Linked DNA regions of Hordeum vulgare: region 2 is linked to region 1. The links are chromatin contacts, called in public Hi-C maps. All regions are on one chromosome and are shown on one strand. Each heading gives the region's core, a stretch centred on a gene start, on an enhancer-like site or on the middle of the called end of the contact. The rest is flanking DNA. Distances are from core to core; before and after follow the strand shown.

The links. A called contact is a pair of places that touch in the nucleus more often than the background predicts.
Region 2: a Hi-C map of leaf shows a contact between it and region 1, with 2.9 times the contacts expected there. The contact joins the promoter of LOC123444549 here to the promoter of LOC123444547 in region 1. A contact is called at or near these places in 3 of 6 Hi-C or Micro-C datasets (leaf and seedling).

The regions. Positions count from the first base shown.
Region 1 is chr3H:507,305,587-507,309,209 of MorexV3_pseudomolecules_assembly, reverse strand. It overlaps LOC123444547 (small RNA degrading nuclease 5), which reads left to right and starts at 1,731. Exons shown (of 16, transcript XM_045121309.1): 1 at 1,731-1,932; 2 at 2,003-2,117; 3 at 2,890-2,946; 4 at 3,030-3,095. The coding sequence starts at 2,052.
Region 2 is chr3H:507,626,454-507,629,791 of MorexV3_pseudomolecules_assembly, reverse strand. LOC123444549 (glucose-induced degradation protein 8 homolog) reads right to left here and starts at 1,291. Exons shown (of 7, transcript XM_045121311.1): 1 at 1,081-1,291. The coding sequence starts at 1,116.

The DNA.
Region 1 (3,623 bases), core at 482-2,981:
GATGCAAGCATGCTATTTTGCATTTTTCAAATTTCTATGCTTCCAATAAGTATCATATATATTGTTCTACTAATTTTTTTTGCTTCAAAGCACCATGCTTTCTAGGTGTCATATGTGCGTTTCTTATGTAATGATGCAATACGACACCATAATTGTGCTTCTTGATTTAGTATTTTTGCTTCGAGAGCATATATATATGTCCTTTTGAATTTAAATTAGCCCACTTCATATTTTTCTCATTTTATGCAAAGGATGCATGTCCTGATGAATGTGAATATCCTCTAGATACATTCATTTTTATCTATTTCTGCGACAAATAATTTCGGATGGATAGAGTAGTAATGTATATATTCACTGTGGACATCATGATACGAAGTGCTTGCATGTTTATTTTAGGTTGAAGATCCTCTCCCCGCACTCTCTCCATGGTTGTATGCATGTATGTAAGTTTATGCTTTCATTATTTATGTTTTTCATGCTCCTTCCATTATATACTCTCATGCTTCCTAACAAAATTAAGCCGAACATGTTTTCCAAGCCATCTGCTAGTTGATGTAATTCTATGATACCATGCTACTTCATATTTTCTTTTAAAATGCCAGTTTTTTTTGCTTTGACCATACATATGTTTTCCATATTGTTTCATCAAACATACGTATGCTTCTATGCTACCAACCAAACCTGTTATTGCCTTCATAATAATCTTGTTTATGCTTCAAGCCGATTGCTGTGTTTGGTGAACTTATGTGTGCAAATTTCCGGTGTAGATGATGACTTCTTGTTGTATTCCCAGTGAAGGCTATGCATTGGCGGTATGCAGCAGTTGAAGCCCAGTTCACGAAGGCGTTTGCGAGACATCCTAGGAATCTACAGTAAGGGGGAGTGAAGGCAGCCAAAAAGAAGTTGGGCAAGATGTTGCTTGAACTCGATAAGGCGCACTCTGAATTGTAATTTCCATTACCTTGAAAACATATGTAATAATCAAATGGAAAAGTAGCATTTTTTATGTTTAACCGAAACAAATATATGGGCCATTGGATTCGAGTAGACTTGAATAAACTTTTGCATCATTGTAAAAAAATTAGCTTGACACTGGATGCAATTTTTTGTTGGATAGAAACAAATCTCATCTTGCGCGGAAGCAATTGTTTTATAAGACAGAAACACATTGGAAGCAAATACACTGGATGCATTTTTTTGTTAGATAGTAGAAACAAATCACGTTTTGGGTGGAAGCAAAATTTGTATTTGACCGAAACACATTGGAAGCAAATATGTTGGATGCAATTTTTGTTAGATAGAAACAAATCTTATTTTGGGTGGAAGCAAAAAAATTATTCGGACAGAAACATATTTGAATCAAATATTATTTTCGACATAAACTCAATAATAATACTATGAAAGCATGGTTTATTTTCCAACGGAGAAGCAATAATGGAAGGACAATTTTATTTTTCAAGATATTAGTTGCTGCCAAAAAAATTTAATGCTGGCCTATTAATGAGCGAACCCAACAAATCTCGTGGGTTACTGACCATCTGATCGGATGACTTACCTGCATCTGATCGGACGGTCTTCTACTAGTCTGATATAGGTAGCAAACATATGTAATATGATGCCTAGCGGTGCCCAGTACAAACAAACCTGTGGCAAATCCTCAAATTCCCCAGCCCAGGAAGGCCCACGATCGAACTCGATAGGGATCCAAACGCGCCCTAAATTCCTGTCCCCTGTTCTACCACCAAGCCCTACAGCTGCCGCCGTGCCGTCCCTTAGCGGCGTCACCGCCGGCGCCTCAATCCCACCCCTCATGCCCCTCGCCCCCACCCACCACGGCCTCTCACGCGCGCTGCCGCCATCGCCGCTCCCGTTCTTCCTCGTCGGGACATCGCGTTCCTGCCGTCTCCACCCCGTCCGCAGTTGAGTTTTGAGGTATGAGTATTTTTTCCCCATCCAGCGATTAGTTAAGTCCCACTGACCTTCACAAGTTCTGGCCGTGCAGGTGCGCACCCGGCAGAACTTCTAGATTCGCCCCCTCGGCGGCGCCCGACATGTCGACGCCCTCCGACGGAGCCGCCCCCGCTGCCTCTACGTACTACGACGTCTTCGGTCCCGACGTACGTGCTTTATTGCCGCCCTTTTCTCTTCACTGTTTCAGAGAGGCAGAACCATGGAAGTTTATAACCACCTGGAGCTGTGTTAGTCTGCTGCTAGGAAACCCCAAAATAAGTTTTGGAGTTTTAGTTTGTTGGAATAGAGGGTCGTGTCATTGCAACATTACACTTATCATTTAATTTTATGGTGACTCATGGTGAAGATGGCATTTGTGGGTGACTTTTGCTAGTGGAGCTGAGCCAAAATATGTATGAGGCCTCACTCCATATTCTGGGAGAGATTTTTTAAAGGGTTGAAATGTGGTTACCTATAGGTATATGGTACAAATGCGACAGAGATATTGGATTTTTCCACTGAACTTCTGTGAGGCAAAAACCTAGACTAATTCCTTGTTGGGCAGAAGAGTGTTTCTTCCATCAAATAAAAGGAAGTCGCCCCACCTAGAATTCGATGAATACGTCGTTTATTTTGTTATCAGAGTTTTCTCTGAACACTAGAAACCTTCTATGTTTTCTCTGTGATCAACTTTTTGAATTACGTCTACATGGTATAAATGGACTATTAGGTGAAGAAGCATGTAAGTATTGGTTATATTCAACAATTTTATCACAGATGTGTGTCTAGTTGGACATGTGGATATTTGCTTATTTGTTAGTTGGTCAGAGTACTCTCGTGCTGCTTACTTTACTGATTAATACATTTGCTACTCGAAGCTATGCCTTATTTCTTACAGAACTAATTCTTGTCTCTTTCTTTTTTCTGCATTCTATCCAGGCTAAACCTGATGTTATTTTTAAGGAGGCCACGTCAGATTCCACATTGAATTTGCAGGTCCTTCCATAGCAAAAACACGATGCAAATTGACCACTGACTTTTCTTTCTTTGTTTTAACACACCATTTGGTTGTAACACAGGATGTCCAGGGGCTAGTAACTTGGGTTATTGGTGAAGGCATGCCGCCTTCATGGGTGTTTGTTAAAGTAAATCATGTTCCCTTTCCCTTCTTACTTTGTGGAGAACATGATTTTCTTTTTTTCCCCACTGTTTTAGTCATTATCAATGAAGAATAACCAAGTTTTTCTGTTCCATAATTTTCATAACTGCACTTTGGACTGAGAACAACCTGTTTTGTATTCCCTCTGTCAACTAATATAAGATCGTTTAGATCACTACAGTGACCTAAACGCTCTTATATTAGTCGACAGAGGGAGTAATTACAAAAGTATTCCCTCTGTAAACAAATGTAAGACGTTTTAGGTCACTAGGTCACATTTTAGGTCGACCTGGTGACCTAAAACGTCTTACATTTGTTTACAGAGGGAGTATCTCAAAAACATTTGCAGCATTTTTTAACCTAGTGAAAATCATAGAATAATAATTACTGGCAACTCGTGATGACAATAAGTGAATTATAGATGCCGATTTGCAGTAAGCATCGATATGTACACGTAATGTGACTTCCGTGAGTTCTATTTGCTGCTTTAGAATCCCTACCTGTGCTTAGCTCT
Region 2 (3,338 bases), core at 42-2,541, 320 kb before region 1:
ACGCATCTAGTTGAGTTGCAGCTTCAGGGAGGGTGCGTGCTTGGAAATTAAGGCGTTGTCAGAGTTCGCAAATGCATGAATACAACGTGAATATGCATGGGTATCTAAGCAGCAAAGCACATCTATATGGATCGGGCATCTAGTGGCAAAAAGAAGGGAAGTGGTAATGAGGTGATGTGATCCACCAGCAATCGCTACATTGCGGTAGACTGGTGGCCGGCAACCAATAGCAAGCACAGGACAGCAATGGTTGGGTTGCACTTGCATGTATAGAAGTTTAATTTCAAGGCCACCAATAAGATTCAGGTAATAAATATGGCATTGGGGTTTCACCAGAATTAATGGCACATAAATTCATGGATTCTAGTAAAACATCAGGTATCATTTTTCTACTGACCGGATATCGTTTTAGGGTCACTACTACTACTTCCGTGTTTGCCATAAGGGCAATACTACTTGGAGCACTCTAAAATCTCCATTGCCAGAATACCAGATTAAGAAGCATGTCCAAGTGGTTCAATACTCTGCAACCTGTACTCATGTTGTTGAACGCTAAACTGGCTCGCTGCGGAATCGCCCCGATGGAGCGACCCACTAAACACTCAGAAAGCTCCCTATGCCGCAAGCAGAGCGTCTCTTTGATTCCGCTGGACCGTAGGGTACCTTATTGACAAAGTTCCAATCTCTGTTTCACTAGACTAGAAACCCAGGCAATTGACGAAGTCCCAATCTATTGCGCTGCTACAAGCCACCTTATCGACAAAGAATCGATCTCTCTTTTTTCCTACCACAAGAACCTCATCCCCAAAGTTTTGGACCTTCTCTCACTAAAAAAAAACCTAGCACGAGCAGATCATCCAGTCCAGGCAGTCCAGTAGACGGAAATCTACGCAGACGAATCCAACAGACGAACACTGAGCAATGAGTAGTCGGAACAAATTCGCGAACAATTTCATCCATCTACCTCATCAACCCCATCTCCAACACCAAACGGATTCGCGAGCGAACACCAAGACCAAGGAAGTTATACGAGTGGTGGGGGGAGGGGGAAAGAATGAGGAGTGCGGAGAGTGAGCGTACGGCGTCCTCGTAGAGGCGGGGATCCAGGTCCATCATGGCGGAGGAGAGGTCCAAGAGGTCGGCGCCGGACGCTGCCTGCCGCTGGGGGAGCCGAGATTCCCCAAAAAAGGGTTTTTTCTATTTATTTTCTTTTGTTTCCTCCTTTTCTTTGCCTGGCTGCTTTCCAGGGCCCGTGGTGGTGACGGCGCGTGAGAGGACTTCTATTTTTCTGCCCTAGTGGAGTGCTGAGAGTTCATCAGTTTTACGAGGTTTTTCTTGAATTAGTGAAAGACAAATTATATAAAACTACTCCCTTCGTTGTAAGACGTTTATTGACACGATTGTGATGCTAAAAGACGACTTGCATTATGGAACGGAAGGAATAGATCACAAGGAAGAGAAGTTATTGTGGTTTTTTTAATCATTGCATTCTATATTACTGTACAACGATCAAATTAACGTTCACAACACGGGTTACATCATCCGAAAGGCCTGTTTGACATACATGCTCGCTTTCAGGCTCCGCATTTGGTTCAAAAATAGCAAACAAGTATGTTCGAAGATTACATGTCCTATAACACTACAAAACTTTGTGTTCTACAAAACCTAAATGGGCGAGGAATTTAGTTTTGCAGAACAACACACCAAGAGGCCCATGGCTTTGGAAATCTTAGTTGAGGGCTTGTTGTAGATTTATGCAATCACACGCTACATGCCATATGATTGAGCCATTTGGATAGCCTTTGGTATAGCTTGTGCTTCAGCATGTAGTGTGTTGGCCATGTCCACTAGCTTGATAGTCGCGGCCATGATGGTCTCGCTGGTATTATCATGAGTAATGAGTCCTCACCTCGAGTGTCCATGGTCGGCTAAACGTCGTATCGACATTAATCTTTATGATTTAAGTTCCCGGGAGTTGGGGATTGCTTCTCCTTCCAGCCTAAAAACTCTCACAATTAGAAGTTATGTGTCTGATACGTGCTCCAAAAGCCTCCCACGAAAGTTGCTACATTTAATTGTTTGCATTGTTTCGCTCGGACCACCATGATCATGGTAGGCAGATCGTGTGCATCTTGACAAAATCAGATAGTTTGAAAATTGCAGCAAGCGGGCCTTTGGGGGACGCACACAGTAGGAGTTGTTGCCTGGTCAAGACCGCATCTCCGACACATTCTTTTGACCTCCTTGCATCACATAAACATATGGCCTCCATCCTCAGAAAGTCGGTGGCACAACTGAGGGAGCCCGGGATTAAGGGGTCCTCGGGTTGTCGGTCTACCTCTTATGGTTCGGACAGGTGGGCCGCTTTATGGAAGGCCGAACTATAAAACAACTTTGTGTTCATGAAGGAAACCTCCGAAACCTTGGTGTGTCCTCCAAGTCAAGATGGTAGAATCGACATGTTTATTCTCTGATGGCAACCGACCAAGTGTAATCTTAGGTACCCCTCGTGTTTATATAAACTAGAGGGTTTAGTTCGTAGAGCAGGAGAATCATTATCCTAGTCGTCTAGGGTTTAGTTCATCTGATCTGATGGTAGATCGACTCTATAATTGTCATACTGTAAGTGCATCTAGTGCCCTTAGTGATTTTGGTGGTTTGAAGACTTATAGGTTAAGTATCTAATGTGTTCATGAGTGTACACAGGATCTATAAGTCGTTGAGGAGTTTGAGTTATACGATGAATATCGACCCCTAAAAATGTATATCTTCAGCTGAAGAAATTGGTCTGATGCTGAAGATTTGGATCGCGAATAAATTACGATGGAATTGATATTCCTGATGAAGATATTGAAGATGAGGAATTCGGTGTGTCTTGAAGAAAATCAGTTCGAAGACTTTGAAGCGTGAAGATTTATTCTTTCAGTTTTATTTTTTTTCACTCTTGAGTCACAGGAACACCATACTGTTAAAGGGGGTCGAGGTAACAATTTGAAATGAATTTCCTCATGATGCTCAACCCAAGCCTAATCTCCCCTAATAATAAAGCGCGAAGCGCTTCTGTCGTCCGTCATGACATTTTTGCAAAAACACCCCTCACTTTTCCGATATTCAACCCGTAGTACGTTTCTAAGTTTAAAACATTTCGGATTTACATAACCCCCCTCCATCTCCTGCACCCACGAGCAGCCCCTGATCTGCTCCCCGCCCTGCTCCTCCCGCCGGTCGCCGGCCCCGATCCACGCCAGATCCCGCCGCCGGCGAGCTGCCGAAGCCGTCGCCCCCAGCGCTGCCTCCTCCGGAGCTCCGCCAAATCCGGAGCACCGCCCCCGCTAGCC